4 separate regions of the Mus musculus genome follow, and all the other regions are linked to region 2. A link is a contact called in public ChIA-PET and HiChIP or PLAC-seq data. All regions are on one chromosome and are shown on one strand. The core of a region is the stretch at or near the end of the contact, and the rest is flanking DNA. Distances in the headings are between cores, read along the strand shown.

Region 1 (3,474 bases), core at 752-3,251, 260 kb before region 2:
CAAAGGTACGGTGAGATGAGGACTCTGTGGCTTCTTGGCTTATGGTGACCTTTTTGGAGTCAGAAGATCACCTCTGTAACTCAGTGTTCTCGCCTACAAATGGGCCTAGGAGCTTGGATGAGGGCGGAGGAGGGGCTCACCGCTTGCTGCTATCTCCCCATGTGTTTGCTTTAACAGCCGAGGCCAAGGCTGCAGAAGCCGCTGCCAGTGCCTATTACAACCCAGGCAACCCACACAATGTCTACATGCCCACGGTGAGTTGGCAGGGGACCGCCTTCTTAGTCACGCAGCCTGGGAGCTGGCGTTGGAAGCCAGCACAGCTAGTCCTGTGATGTCTCATGTGAACTTTTTTTTTTTTTCTCTAGAGCCAGCCTCCACCACCACCCTACTACCCCCCAGAAGACAAGAAGACCCAGTAGACCCTGCCCACTTCCCGCCTCTTACCCAGAGACCCCTTCCTGGGCCTCCCGTGGGGCTGCATCTGGGATTCCAGGAGGCCAGGGAGGGCCCTGTTCTTCCCCAGGCCTGAGTATAAAGTTAGCAGGAGCTAGCCCTGATAGAAAGGTGGAACTCCTGGCCTCTGAGAGGCACGTCCCAGCTTCTCGCCCTAGCTCAGCTCACAGCGCTCTTCTTCCCAGCTTCCCTTTCACCATCTCTGGAGCTCGCAGGAGCACGGGGTGACCCTCGTTCCTCATGATACTAGCCCCCACCCATACAGAGGGACTCTCTGGCCACTCCTCACTGCTGCCCAGCCCCTTCAGCCTGGTGACCATTGTTCTTCATCTCTTGGGCTCCTAAGACCAGCCATGTGTCTCCCCAACAGGCCCTGCCAAACCCTGTTCACATTCCTTACCCCTGGTGTGCTCCTGGCTCTGGAAGGCCGCTGTCCCAGCAGACTGTCAGTCCAGTCACACTTACCCGGCCACCTTGTTCTTTGTGAGAGCTTCCAGGGATTTTGCTGGGCGCTTCCAGTGGCTGGCATCAGAGGTGAAGCCACTGTGTTACAGAGGAAGCCCCTCTGCCCCTATGCTACTGTTTCTGGGAATTATTCGCCTCCTCTCCTCTCCCCTTTACAGGGGGCTGCTCTGCAGGAGGGATAGAGAATGCATGTCTGTCCCGCCAGGCCCTTTGATCTGGGACTGAGGCCTTCCAACTATGTGACCTCTAACCTGCAGTCTGCCCCTCTGTAAGCTTCACGCCCCCTGGATGCACTAAGAATTGCTCTTGTTCGTTCCTGGTCCAGACACAAAATGAGGAGATGGTTATTTAAAGAGAATTCCTATTTATTTGACACAAAATGTCCAGTTAATATATTAATGTGAAATAAACCCTGTTTGCACCTTGATTTGTTTGCTACAACTGTGAAATAGTAAAAACGAAGTGACTGGAGGTTCTCTGACTCTTGTGTGGTGACCAGGGTGAGGTCTTCCGGAGGAGGGGCTGCGGGCTGCTGGGGGCGGGGCTAGAAGGCCGGTTTCCGTCTCAGTGCGAGTGGTTGGTTCTCAACCTTCCCACAGAGCCCCCACGCCCCTGCACCTGCCTGGGATGGTGTCTGTGCCACCCACTGCCAGCGGGGGCCAGGACGAGGCCTGTGTCCCATCTGCTCCTCCCGCTCCCCTCCTGAGCACAGGCGTGCCAGGACTTCTACGAGGGAGGGTCGCTGGGCTGGCTACCACAGTGTGTGCCTTCATGCCACCTTACCCAGGAAAGAAGACGGTGGAATATGGCAGTCCTTAAGCCGGACCTGCACCCCACTCACAGTGAGCCAGAGAGCTGTGGGAGATCCCAGATCAAAATGCTCCCACGCACAGAGACTGCTCCGAGGCCTCATCTCCTCTCCTCCCCATCTCTGGCTAACACAAAGTAGTTCTGTCCCTTGCCTGGAATGTCACCTGTGGGGTGGAGCAGGCTGAGCAATTGGCTGAGGAACGCCTCTTGCCTCTAGCCTCTCTGGAGCCACCGCCCTGAGCCTGCCCCACCCTGCCCCAGATCTGGGGCCCATTCAGAAAACCTTAGGGTGAGAACACCACAGGTCTCCGGTGGGCGGGTGGGTTCCCCGGTCCAGGCATAGTTGAAGCAGGCAGCGGCCTTAGCCTGGCCTTACCCGTTGCCAGGAGCTCTGGACTCTCCCCAGAGCCTCCGTGGGACGGTGGGTGGGGCTTGCCTGCCCACTGTGCCCACTTTCTCCTGGCTGAGGAAGATCTGGCGGGGATGAAGGCTGAAGGGTGTTGCTGGGAGCTTGGAGAAGGCCCCACCAAGGCAGTGACACCCTGACCCTTCCTTTCCTCCACCCTCCCCAGCAGAGTGTAGCCCGGGGGCCCTTTGCATCACCCTGCGGCTTCCTTGTTTCCACCCGGCCGCAGCCAGGGGGTGGCAGAGTGAAGGGCAGAGCCAACCACCATGGCGACACACCTTTCCCACCCCCAGCGGCGTCCACTCTTGCGCCAGGCCATCAAGATAAGGCGCCGCAGGGTCAGAGACCTGCAGGATCCACCACCCCAAGCCACCCAGGAGGTAGGAGTGACTGCAGGAAGGGGCAAGAGCCAGCCCGGGGGTGCTCAGTAGTAGTGGGGCTTGGATGTGGGAGGCAGGCCCCCACCCGCTTGCCCTCTACGGCCCTGGGGGTACTTGTGGGTGGGCAGAGGGGTCCACCAAGTATCCTCAGAGCCACGGTGGGTTTCTCCAGTCCCTTCTTTTTGGTGGGCTTGTACTCCAGGCCCACCCTGTTCCTATAGCTTTGAAGGTTCCAGCCCCACGAAACAGTTATCTCCAATGACAGTGGGCTACCTGGGGGTCCCCTCTGAGCTAGCAAAGACATGCCTGCCATCTCCCCCAACTCACCCACTTCTGCTGCTAGGCCTCACTTCCGCTGCTGGGGTGAGGAGCCGGTGGCCGTCTGATAAGCACTGCTGTTTCCTCTGGGGAAGGAGAGGGGGGCAGGTGCTAAACAGCCCACAGCTGGGCCTGAACACTCATGGACCTCAGGCATGGCGGGCCAGGGCATGGGCAAGATGGGCCAGGGGTCAGCCCTTCAGAGAGCCTTATGTTGGAACAGGTGAGGGACATGGTCGGCCCAGAGGCCGAGGTGCTGGGGTTCCACTGTCTTAGGCATGGCCCTTCCTGGCTGGCTGGAGAGGCCTCCAGGGACGCCGTGTCTTTCTACCTTGCTCCTAGGTCCAGGTTCAGTCCCACCATTTCTCCCCAGAGGAGGTAAGAGGAGATGTTGGGAGAGTGTGGGGGATGATGGAGGAGGCCCCTCAGCCCCCAGAGTCTGAGGATGCAGCAGCCTGGTAGAGAACACGCTGTGTCTCAACCTTCACTGGACATCTGCCACTTTGTCCCTTTTCCTGGGCCAGAGGTGTGGGTCTCAGGGAGGGCTTCTGGGTGATGATGGGACCCTGCTATGTCTCAGCGGGACCTGCTGTATGAGGAAGCCCTCTATACTGTCCTGCACCGCCTGGGTCAGCCAGAGCC
Region 2 (3,262 bases), core at 384-2,883:
AGCCATTTCCTCTACCACTCAAAACCTCCCTCCTATATGGCCCTAGGTTCCAAATCTTGGGACTGCATGGACCACATTCCATTTTAAGTATCATCCTCACCAGGCCTGCTGGTTCAAGGTTGTCATCCCAGCTACTAGAGAGTTTGAGCATAAACTCATGACCAGCCTGGGGTACAGAGTGAGTTCATGGCCAGCCTGTGCAATTTTGAAAGTCCCTATCTCAAAACATAAACAAGAGGGTAGGGGCTATACAGCTCAGTGCTGGAGTGTTTGCTAGCAGGCATGGGCTGCTGGCTTCACTTCCCAGAAGCACTAAAAATAAATAAGCAAATACCATCCTCAAAGGAGATTTCACTCTTTCAAGTCTATCTCCTCTTCTGGGCACACGTGTTGTTTAATAACTTATCAACAATACAAATCCCCCAAACCTGACAGTCTCCATTTGAATATAAGCCCGTGTGATCACAGGCTGTCTCACCTACAGCCCTGGCTTGTGGCTCTGTGTTCGAAGCCTCAAAGGCACCTGTCAGGACTCACTGACTTGGCAAATAAGAGTCACCTTGGGAGGCAGATACCTGGTACTGCAGGAAACTCAAGGTGTCCTCTGTCAGCAGCAGCTGGTATGCCTCTTGGATAGACAGTGGGAGGTCTTGGTAGAAGAGCTGAATCGAACCCTGGAAGTGGACCAAGAGCTTAGCTGTGTACCCTTCCTGCAGTGCCCAAGCCAGTCACCTTCTTGGCTCTGACCCTTTCCCCACACACTCAAGCATCACTGCATGACCAGGACAAACAATGAGAGGATTAGAACTCCCGCTGTCCAGTGGTATCCTCTTCTGTTCTCAAAGTCCACACATAACTTCACTGAAAACATAATTCTGAATTCCTCCTGGTCCACCAAACCGTATCCTTCCCATTCCATTAGTCGGGACCCCTTTCCCCACGCCTCCAGGACCCCACTTACACACTCCAGCAGATACAAAGCCTCTTCGGGGTGAAGTCGCTGCCGTCCTTCCTCTGAGTAGCCCATGGTCTGCCAGAATTTCCCCTGTGCGGCAGCAGACCAAGTGTCACAAAGCAGCTAAGCGGACAGAGGAAGGGGGTCCCCCAGCCGCGGAGATGCCCGGGCCGCTCACCGCAGGAGACGTCAACTCCACAAAGCCCTCTTCTGGTTTCCACTCCGCGGCCACCAAGCTGCCCCTGGCGAGGAGTGGGGAAGGGGCGTCTCGGTCTGCACGGGCAGTCCCCGGCCTCCGCCCACCCGGCCTGACCCGGCCCGGCCCAGCCCCTCTCACAGGCGCTCCACGCGCTCCTCCGCCAGCAGCTGCCACAGCTCTTGGCGACACAGGCGCAGCCGCTCCGCCTGGGCCTCCGAGCCGTCCGGGAGGAAGTCCTTGGGGCCATGCGACCGCTGTGGTAGCTTCTGGGACCGCGAGCGCGCGGCGCGGAGCTCCGAGGCGCTGGGGAGAGCCGGGAACACGTGATCAGCACAGAGGCCACCCCGCTCGCTCCCGGGTCCCACGCACCCCACGCCATCCCCCGGGCCGGGTAGCACCTGAGCACACGCCCCGCGGGAACCTCCACCGACCCGGGTTCGGGTTCGGGCTCCATCGGGCCGCTGTCTGCGGCTGCGCGCGCACCGCGAAGCCCCGCCCACCCCGGCATTCCGCGCGGTCCTAGCGCCTTCGACCCGCTCGCTCCTCGGGATCATAAAGCCACCCTCGAGCCTCGCGCCTTCCTACCTGCCCCGTGTGTGTCCTAACACCTGTCGGCACACGTGTACCCCGGGCCGCGGGACCCAGCTCGATGTGCAGGTTTCCAGATGTGCAAAAACTCACCTATTCCGTTTCCAGCGCTTCTGGGGGCTCCTCCCTTCTTTAGTATAACTTTACCTGGCTACTGGATGTAGCATGGATAATCAAATATGTTACTCTCATCTCTGCAGCCCTGAATGTCTTTGTGTCCTACCACCAGCAGGAAAGAGATGCGTAGAGAGAGGAGAGCAGTGAGCCCCCAGACACCAGCTTTGCAAACTGGAGGCCATATGGGAATGTTAGGAGTGGACCAAAGACTTATGGAGTTCCTTCACGGTGGGCCAAAAAAAAAAAATCTCTTCTTAGGGGCTCTGAAGCAGGGTTCAAAGGCCAGGGGTGGAGGCGCTGTCCGGCTCACACTGGTGCTGAATCGCCACCCCAGACTCCGAAAGCACCTCCTCGAGGCTGGGGTCCCCGCCGTGACATCCTGAGTCGCACTGACGCTCACCACTAGGTGGCACCGTTGCTCCAGCCAGCAGCTATAGGTCTCTGAGTGTGGACGAAGGTCGCTGCGGGCAACCCGGGAAAGGATGGGGCAAAGAGGAAGTGATCCCCACCCCTAGTGGGGGGGGGGGGTCCTCAGGTTCAACTGCCAAAACATCCTATTTTCTCTCCTATACATTCACACTTCACCTTTTGATCTAGACCAGAACCCAGTTCTCTCGGGATCCCCGGACAGGACACAGCAGCACGAAACCTCATCCACCCCGCCTCTCACCCGCCACTTTGCACCCCTAAGCAGCTTCACCTGCGCGCATGCGCTGATCCAACCAGTGGCTCGGCTCTGGACTGGCTGGCGGGGGCGGGGCCTAGTGAAGATGGGGCGGGGACCAGGGTGTTGATTGACAATCCAACTGTGCGGCCAGGACGGTCCCCGGCTCCCGATCCGGCGGGAGGGAGGGGGGAGGGGCGGGATTTCCTGCGGGAGGCGCCGAGCCGGCCTTGGAAAGGAGGAGAAAGGGGTTGCGGGGGACAGTGAGAACCAGAGTCCAGAGTGCCTGAGACTGAGCACAGCCAGCCGGACCCCCGGCGGGGCGGCCGGGAGAGGTGAGACTGCCGGGTCCCGGGCCAGGGGTCAGGACCCTTGAGAGCAGACGCAAACTAACTTTTCTTGTCTGATCGGCGGGCTCCTCCATCTCTCTGCTCCTTCCGCCTTCCTCGAGCCCCCCTTTTCGTTCTCCTCTATCTATTCCTCGGACGCTTGACTCTCCGGGTCCCTCTTGCCGCTTTGTTCCCGGGGTCGGCCTTATCTGGGCTTGGCTGCGGGGAGCTGCGCCGCGCTAGAGGGGCATTCCAAGGGGAGGGGGAGCCAGCCGACCCCAGGCACTGCCAGGAGCACTCTCTCCCAGTGCGGGTCGCGGGCTTTGAGGGGGAGTGCCCTCCGGCTTGGGCTTGGAACTTCTGAGGAATGAGTGGTTCCCCACCTGGGCCCCCAGGCCTGCACGAGTCTC
Region 3 (3,223 bases), core at 443-2,942, 480 kb after region 2:
TGGGCAGAGATGAGATTCTACTCCACTCCACTCTCCAAGTCTAGCACAGCCCTAAAGCCCACCAAAAGCGTACCCTGGACTCTGGCTGTTCCTGGGGGGATTTCAGCACCAGAGCTGCGGACAGATACCCTGCTCATTAACCCGTTCCATCTTTCTGCAGCTGAGGAGGCGTTCCAGATGGTTATCTTTTGCATCCCTCACCCAGGTTGAGCAAGGTAAAGCTCCCAGGACACCTCCCTGCCCCTTTTCTGCCAGCTCTGGTGGCTCCACCTCCTCCTCCTCACATTCTGTCCTTCCTTCCCCACCCCCTACTGATCAAGAGCCCAGATGGCATTTAGCATCTCTGTGATCTTGGCTAAGCTACTTAGTTTTTGTAGTCTGGATCCTTTGTAGTCCTTTCAGTGAAGTGGATGAGCAACTATGGAACACTAATGCCTGGTTCTCTCTGTTTCACCCCCTCACACTCCATCTAGTTCCCATCCCGACATCCCCTCCCCCGACCTCCCCCTTCACCCCAACTCTGTGAATGTTAGACCAGTGCAGTACCGCTGAGCTGTATCTCCAGCCCGACAAGTTATTGAATGAATAAATAAAAGAATGGATACATGATACCTACCCTCAAGAGTTTTGTCAGACTTTAGCGATTTGATGCATGAACATACACGAAGAGCCATGCCCGATAGAAGTGCATGAACCTTCCTATAGATCAAGATCCTAGAGGGACTAAAGGGTTGGAGTTTTCGCTCAGACTGCAGGCCTTGGGAACTGGAAGTGTGGAGACAGTGGAGAACCGAGTTCCAGGTCCTCTCCCTTCAAAGGGCACTCTGGTGGTTTCCCCTGTTCCTTGGTTCAGTGCTCTACCAGCGGTTATCAAGGGGGCCAATGCTAGGTGTTAGGGTGAGCATCAAGGGGTCCAGAAAAAAAGAGCTAGAACGAACGCACTTGGAACCAACTAGAACTCTGCCACCCTTGGCACGCCTCTTGGCACGATGCCAGTTCAAGAGAAGTCCTAGACACCAAACTGGTTTATGGGCTGCGTTCAGAGGCAGCCAACGAAAGGAGATGAGAAAGGAGATGAACCGTCGGGGCCATGGGACCGGTGCTCCGAGGGAGGCTGCAAAGCACTGGCAGGGAAACTTCGGGATTTTGTTCAGAGCAACAGGTTGGGGGAGGCCTAGGCAGCTTGAGTATTCTTTTAGCCAACTATATATCCAGGTTTCTGACTTCGTTCAGGCCTGGGCACCCTCTTTGAGCTGTGAGGACCCTTGAACCCAGGGGTGAGGTAGGGAGAAGGATGTAGGCGCAGAGCCAGAGTTGGGGTGACACAGAGGGAAGAGCTTAGGGTCGTCCCACTCACTCTGCCCTGTCCAATCCTTGGAGCGCCTGACTCATGAACCCCCACTTTGGAGCAGTGAGTGTGAGGATGGGCTTCCAGGAAAGGTTCAGTCAGCTGTCCTCGGGCGCTCGGGGTGGGGGGGGAGGGGGTGGTGGAGATCCCAGCTCAAGCTAAGGAATCCTACCTGAAGTCTGCGAAGCCATGGTCGCGGGCTCCCCACCTCTTGGGTTGCAGCGCGGATCCTCCGTCTTGGTAAGGTCCCAGGTGCCTTGAGACAGATGCCTCGACGCCCTTTCCTCCCTCCGACCCCCCCGCGAGACTGCGCAGTCGCCGCTCGGGCTCCAAGGCCCATCGATTTTTCTGTTGACATTGGGAATCTCATTAATCCCTCGTTAATTACTCCGTGGGGGCTCGGGCACAAGTCGTGAAGCCAATGACGAGGCAGAGAGGCGGGAGGGCGTGGCAGGAGGCGTGGCGGACGCCGGCTGCAGGGTCTGGGTGGGGGCAGCCCCCCAAGTGGAATGGGGTGCCTAGTCGTCAGGTCCGAACAGAGAGCGAGCTGGCTTCAGTCCATACTTGCCTGTGGCGGCTGAGCTGTGAATGGGAACCTCTCTTCTCCGGGTCCAGGTCACATATTTTCTACACCCTGTCTAGCTGATTGAGCACCAAAGCGGCTTCTCAGAATCATCTCCTGGTCTTACATTGAAACTGAAGTTGGAGTGGGAGACACCCAAGGTGGGAGATGGTGTTTAAGGATTTGGGGGGCAGGGGCAGAACGGGAGGAGGTAGTCCTCAGGACCTTCTCTGGTCGTCTGCTTCTTGGCTCCCCTTTTTCTCTCCCTTATATCCCCATCAGTCTTTACAGCCTTAAAGATCATGGACTTCTTGCCGATGTCTCCTGTTCTCACCCCCAAATGTCATCACTCCCACCTGGCTCTCCCTCCCTTCTGGTTCCGTCCAATCTCCCGGGCCTGTGAGATGTGTAAAGGCACCCAACAAGCCTGATGACCTGGGTTCCATCCCTGGGACCCATAAGGTGAAGGGAGAGAATTGATGCTGCAGGTTGTCCTTTGACTTCCACTGATACACTACGCACACGCACGCACCACATTAAAATATAATTTAAAAATTTTAAATAAACAAAACAAGCTTAGCAATGCACCCTAGCAATCCCGGTACTTGGGTGGGGCATGGCCATCTGGAGTTAAAGGTCATCCTTGGCTACACAGGGAGTCAGAAGCCAGCTGCCCTCCATGAGACCCTGTCTCAAAAACAAAAAAACAAAAAACCACCTCGATGTAACACAAAACCAACTCTGACCCCTCTAGCTTTTGGTGTTACTCCCACCTCCCTCCGTCTCAGTACACAGCTGTGGCCGTGCAGAAGTCTTGTGGCTTTGGAGAGCATCCTCTAGGACCCCAAGCTGAGCCCAGGGAGGTAAGGACTCTCCCAGCTCCTGTTAAGCTGGGGGCACCTGCTTATTCCTACAGTATGTTCCTGTGATACTCATGACCCTCACATTCCTGAGAAGGAAAACTGCTGCTTAGGGTTAATGGGGTTAGGCTCAGTCGGGCAGGAGGATTACCTCCTGTGATTCTATAGCACAGGAGGGTAATAATGGCTGGCAACAATCCATTGTGTATTTCTCAATGGCAAGGAGAGGAGACCTTGAATGTTCCCAACACACAAACACCACAGTCTCTGTCTGAGGTGACCAATATGCCAGTACCCAGATCTAAAAATGCCACAATTGCTATGTATCAATCAAACCAAAACAACAACAAAAGCCTCTGCTGCTCATTTAAAAAAAAAAAGTTTGAGGGATTGGGGCGAGCTCAGTCATCCTCCGATTGCCACACAGGTGTGAAGGCCTGCGGCTGCTCTCAG
Region 4 (3,593 bases), core at 830-3,329, 320 kb before region 2:
CTGTGCCCTGGGAATTGCAGGTGGTTGTGAGCACCACCTGCAGGTTGTGCTGGCAATGGAACCTTGAGTCCCCTGAAAAGTCGTCAGTTCTCTTAGCCACCAAGCCATTTCCCACCCCTCTCAGGTTTCTGAACTACAACTGCCCCATAATCTGTTTGCAGCATGTCCCTGAGGTCGGCTTGTGGTCATCGAATGCAGGAGTGTTCAGGGTCTGGCCCTGGGAGTGACTGCTTCTGGGGCGCAACATTGGGGTTCCCCTGCCACCTTGTTGGCATGGCAACTAATGGGTATTTTCCTCCTACCAGAACCAACATCCCAAGCAACAGAGTGGCTGAAGGACAGGAGACATGTCCCTACCTCCCTCCTTTCCCTGCTCGAGGCTCTGGCTTCCACCGCTTTGCCTTCTTGCTCTTCAAGCAGGACAAGCCAATCAACTTCTCAGAGGACACCCGTCCCTCACCCTGGTAAGCGACACCCCTGTTTGTCCCCTGAGCCTCAAGCCAGCTCTCTGGGATGGTGGCTCTTGCTCTTTCCTGCTCTTGGTGTAGGTCTTGCGCTTGGCAGCAGTCCCGCGTGCTGGGTGCACTCCAGGGGTTTCCCAGGATTGCCTGCCTGCTCCCTCCCCTCACATGCTGCCCATCTCCTCATAGCTACCAGCTGGCCCAGAGGACCTTCCGCACTTTTGATTTCTACAAGAGACACCAGGAAGCCATGACTCCAGCCGGTCTGGCTTTTTTCCAGTGCCGCTGGGATGACTCTGTCACCCACACCTTCCACCAGCTTCTAGGTAAGGGCTTAGTGGTCAGGCAGGCCTGGGGATAAAGACCTTTCCTGCCATGCCAGGAGATGGCCTTTGAAAGCCAGGGTGAGCCGGGCGGTGGTGGCGCATGCCTTTAATCCCAGCACTCGGGAGGCAGAGGCAGGCGGATTTCTGAGTTCCAGGACAGCCAGGGATACACAGAGAAACCCTGTCTCGAAAAACCCAAAAAAGTCCCTGGCAGAACTCCAGCCTCACAGGCAAGGAAGGAGGCCCAGGTCAGCAGAAGTCCACCACTCTCCCCTTACTTTTCTTGCAGACATGCGGGAACCTGTGTTTGAATTTGTACGGCCACCCCCTTACCACCCCAAACAGAAGCGCTTCCCCCACGAGCAGCCCCTACGCTATCTGGACCGATACAGGGACAGTCATGAGCCCACCTATGGAATCTACTGAGAGACTCAGTACATTCATCTCCGAGGGGGAACTGTCGCAGCAGCTGGAAGGTCACACCTCCGGAGAGAGCCATCTGAAGCCAACTGAGACAGTCCCATGCTGGCCTCTCCCAGGACACCCAGGGGCTTGTGGATGTGCCTCGATTCTATGTGAATAAAATACTTTTTTCCTGATGCCAATATGTCTTCACTTTCGGGCACCCAGACCCTTTTAGTGAAGCTTTAGTGCTCTGTGGGTGAGCAGAAGGTGCCCAGCAGCCCGGTAGCTGGGGGTACACATGAAAAGTGAACCTTTGCCCAGCCTGTGATCTTTGTGAAAGACAGCCCCGGGATCAGAACCTCCTCGAGGAGAAAGTCCTGCCCCTGTCAGACCTAGCAACAGATTGCTTGTTACCTTAGCATATTTCAGCCCCCACCAAGGCCTGGAGCCCCCACTGTGAGGCTAGAGGCCTAGAAACAAATCAGTTCTGCCTACTCCATTAGGAGTGATCTCTGATTCATACTGCCTTTGGGGACCCTGGAACTCCCATCTGCTCTGCTCAGCTGTAGAGGAGATGACAGTAGCCTGTCTTAGGGTTTTACTGCTGTGAACAGACACCATGCCCTGGGCCTTTAATCCCAGCACTCAGGAGGCAGAGACAGACGGATTTCTGAGTTCGAGGCCAGCCTGGTCTACAAAGTGAGTTCCAGGACAGCCAGGGCTACACAGAGAAACCCTGTCTCGAAACCCTCCCACCCACTCCTCCCCCCCAAAAAAGAGTCTAGGGAAGGAACACAAATAGTCAGGGTGGACCGGAGGGAGCCGCGCCCCAGCTCCCAGTGCGTCAGAAGGCGGGCAAGCAAGGGTGACTTGGATCCCTGCCAAGGAACGTTCTAGTGCACCAGGCTGCGCACTGCCGCGACTTCCTGGACTGTCTTCCCCAACGTAGTGCTCGCACTGGTAGCCTCGGCCCCTTTAAGAGATCTGAGCACTGGGCCTCGCTTCCGCCATGGCCGCTCAGTTGCTGGAGGAGGACGTGGTGACTTGCTCCATCTGCTTAGGTCGCTACCGGGACCCGGTGACGCTGCCCTGCGGGCACAGCTTCTGCGGGAACTGCATCCAGGATTCATGGCGTTCCTGCGAAAAGTCGTGTCCGGAATGTCGCCAGCCCTTCCCCGAGGGCGCCAAGCTGTCCCGCAACGTGAAGATGAGCACCTTGCTGCAGGCGCTGCCCGTTCTGCCGGCGCCGCCCGCCGTGACTCCGCGCCGGGACTCCGCCACAAGCCACAGCGCTCGCTGCCTGCGCCACGGGAGGCCGCTCGAGTTCTTCTGTCGCACGGAGGGCCTCTGCGTGTGCAGCGCGTGCACGGTGCACGACTGCAGCCACCACGAGCGGGCGCTGCTGGACGTGGAGCGCCGCGTGCGCGAGGTGCGGGAAGGGCCTCTCCGAGGGCCGAAACTGCTTGTGGCCAGGGCCAGGGGCTGCAGCAGGATCTGCGGGTTCCCATATGAACCCAGAGGGCACGTGCACCTGACTGCTGCACGCAGCTCTCCCCAGGTCCTCTGAATAAAGTAGAGCCAGAGTGTTAGGTCAGGGCTGGCAGCCCCATTCGCTAAGGTGGCCAGCATTCAGTAAGTGTGATTTCTGCCCTTCAGAGACTGAAGGATCTACTCAAGGGTCAGATAGAGTCTCAGCAAAACGTGAATGTAGAGTCAGCAGGGCCAGTCTGCATGGTGGTCGTGACTCTTCCTCTAGGGATGTGCAGTGCCTTTCCAAGCTGAGACAGGGTGATGATGTCATCAGATTTCTGCTTTCTGGAGTCTGAGCCCCAGCTGGGGTGTGGAGGGGGTAAGAGATGAGGGGTAAGAGGAAGGAGGTCTCAGCTGCAAAACAAAAGAAATGAGAAGTGAGTGGGAGCCCGGTGCCCAGTGGAGAGAGTAAGACGCAGGACAAGGGTTTCTTCGGGAGACCGGGCTGCTGTGTGCTGAGGTTGGGTAGAGAGTAGCTGGTTTGGGATATGCAGTGTGTGGGGTACACAGACAGGGGTGGGGGCACAGACATCTACTGAGAGCTGGGAAGAGATGCGGACAGTGAAGTGAAAGAAGTCGCTATGGTATCCCTAGAAGGAGTGGAAATTTGTTGGGCAGGGGATTACATCCTGACAAAGCTGTAGAGATGGCGGCCAGGGCACAAGCAGTTACAGGAGGGAGAGTTCTCCAGGTGCCCCAGGCTGCTGAGAGGTTTTAGTTAAAGGCAAAAGTGACCACGGAATTGGTACCATGGTGGCCTATGTCCTTGCCCATGGCCATCACAGCCAAGAAGTGAGGCTGAGATTACCAGGGATGAGACGGAGGAGATGGAGCGAGAGGACCAGGACTGTAGTGCATGGACCGAGAGGCC

Evidence for each region. ChIA-PET counts read pairs in DNA pulled down with a chosen protein or histone mark. HiChIP or PLAC-seq counts read pairs in DNA pulled down with a chosen protein or histone mark.
Region 1: a contact with region 2 is called in an RNA polymerase II ChIA-PET map of memory CD8 T cells, with 6 read pairs. The contact joins the promoter of Unc13d here to the promoter of Tsen54 in region 2. A contact is called at or near these places in 1 of 39 promoter capture datasets (liver), 1 of 115 datasets of contacts at active chromatin or transcription factors (memory CD8 T cells) and 1 of 9 other capture datasets (adipose tissue).
Region 3: a contact with region 2 is called in an H3K27ac HiChIP or PLAC-seq map of T-cell acute lymphoblastic leukemia, with 9 times the contacts expected there. The contact joins the promoter of Otop3 here to the promoter of Tsen54 in region 2. A contact is called at or near these places in 1 of 15 datasets of contacts at CTCF or cohesin (large pre-B cells), 6 of 115 datasets of contacts at active chromatin or transcription factors (T-cell acute lymphoblastic leukemia, bone marrow-derived macrophages, embryonic stem cells and 3 more) and 3 of 9 other capture datasets (embryonic stem cells, liver and pancreatic islet).
Region 4: a FOXA1 HiChIP or PLAC-seq map of pancreatic cancer cells shows a contact between it and region 2. The contact joins the promoter of Trim65 here to the promoter of Tsen54 in region 2. A contact is called at or near these places in 1 of 484 Hi-C or Micro-C datasets (the N1E-115 cell line) and 1 of 115 datasets of contacts at active chromatin or transcription factors (pancreatic cancer cells).

Annotation. Positions count from the first base shown.
Region 1 is chr11:116,076,488-116,079,961 of GRCm38.p6, reverse strand. It overlaps Unc13d (unc-13 homolog D), which reads left to right and starts at 2,001. Exons shown (of 33, transcript NM_001009573.2): 1 at 2,001-2,017; 2 at 2,301-2,514; 3 at 3,175-3,210; 4 at 3,413-3,474. The coding sequence starts at 2,401. Wbp2 (WW domain binding protein 2) reads left to right here. Exons shown (of 8, transcript NM_016852.3): 7 at 178-254; 8 at 366-1,391. The coding sequence ends at 419.
Region 2 is chr11:115,813,110-115,816,371 of GRCm38.p6, reverse strand. Tsen54 (tRNA splicing endonuclease subunit 54) reads right to left here and starts at 1,633. Exons shown (of 11, transcript NM_029557.1): 1 at 1,553-1,633; 2 at 1,293-1,457; 3 at 1,134-1,197; 4 at 962-1,045; 5 at 576-674. The coding sequence starts at 1,608. Caskin2 (CASK-interacting protein 2) reads left to right here and starts at 2,780. Exons shown (of 20, transcript NM_080643.2): 1 at 2,780-2,858.
Region 3 is chr11:115,333,200-115,336,422 of GRCm38.p6, reverse strand. Otop3 (otopetrin 3) reads right to left here and starts at 1,692. Exons shown (of 7, transcript NM_001347647.1): 1 at 1,521-1,692. The coding sequence starts at 1,539. It also overlaps a transcript of Ush1g not described here.
Region 4 is chr11:116,129,614-116,133,206 of GRCm38.p6, reverse strand. Trim65 (tripartite motif-containing 65) reads left to right here and starts at 2,079. Exons shown (of 6, transcript NM_178802.4): 1 at 2,079-2,621. The coding sequence starts at 2,202. It overlaps Mrpl38 (mitochondrial ribosomal protein L38), which reads left to right. Exons shown (of 9, transcript NM_024177.3): 7 at 306-464; 8 at 651-787; 9 at 1,077-1,390. The coding sequence ends at 1,213.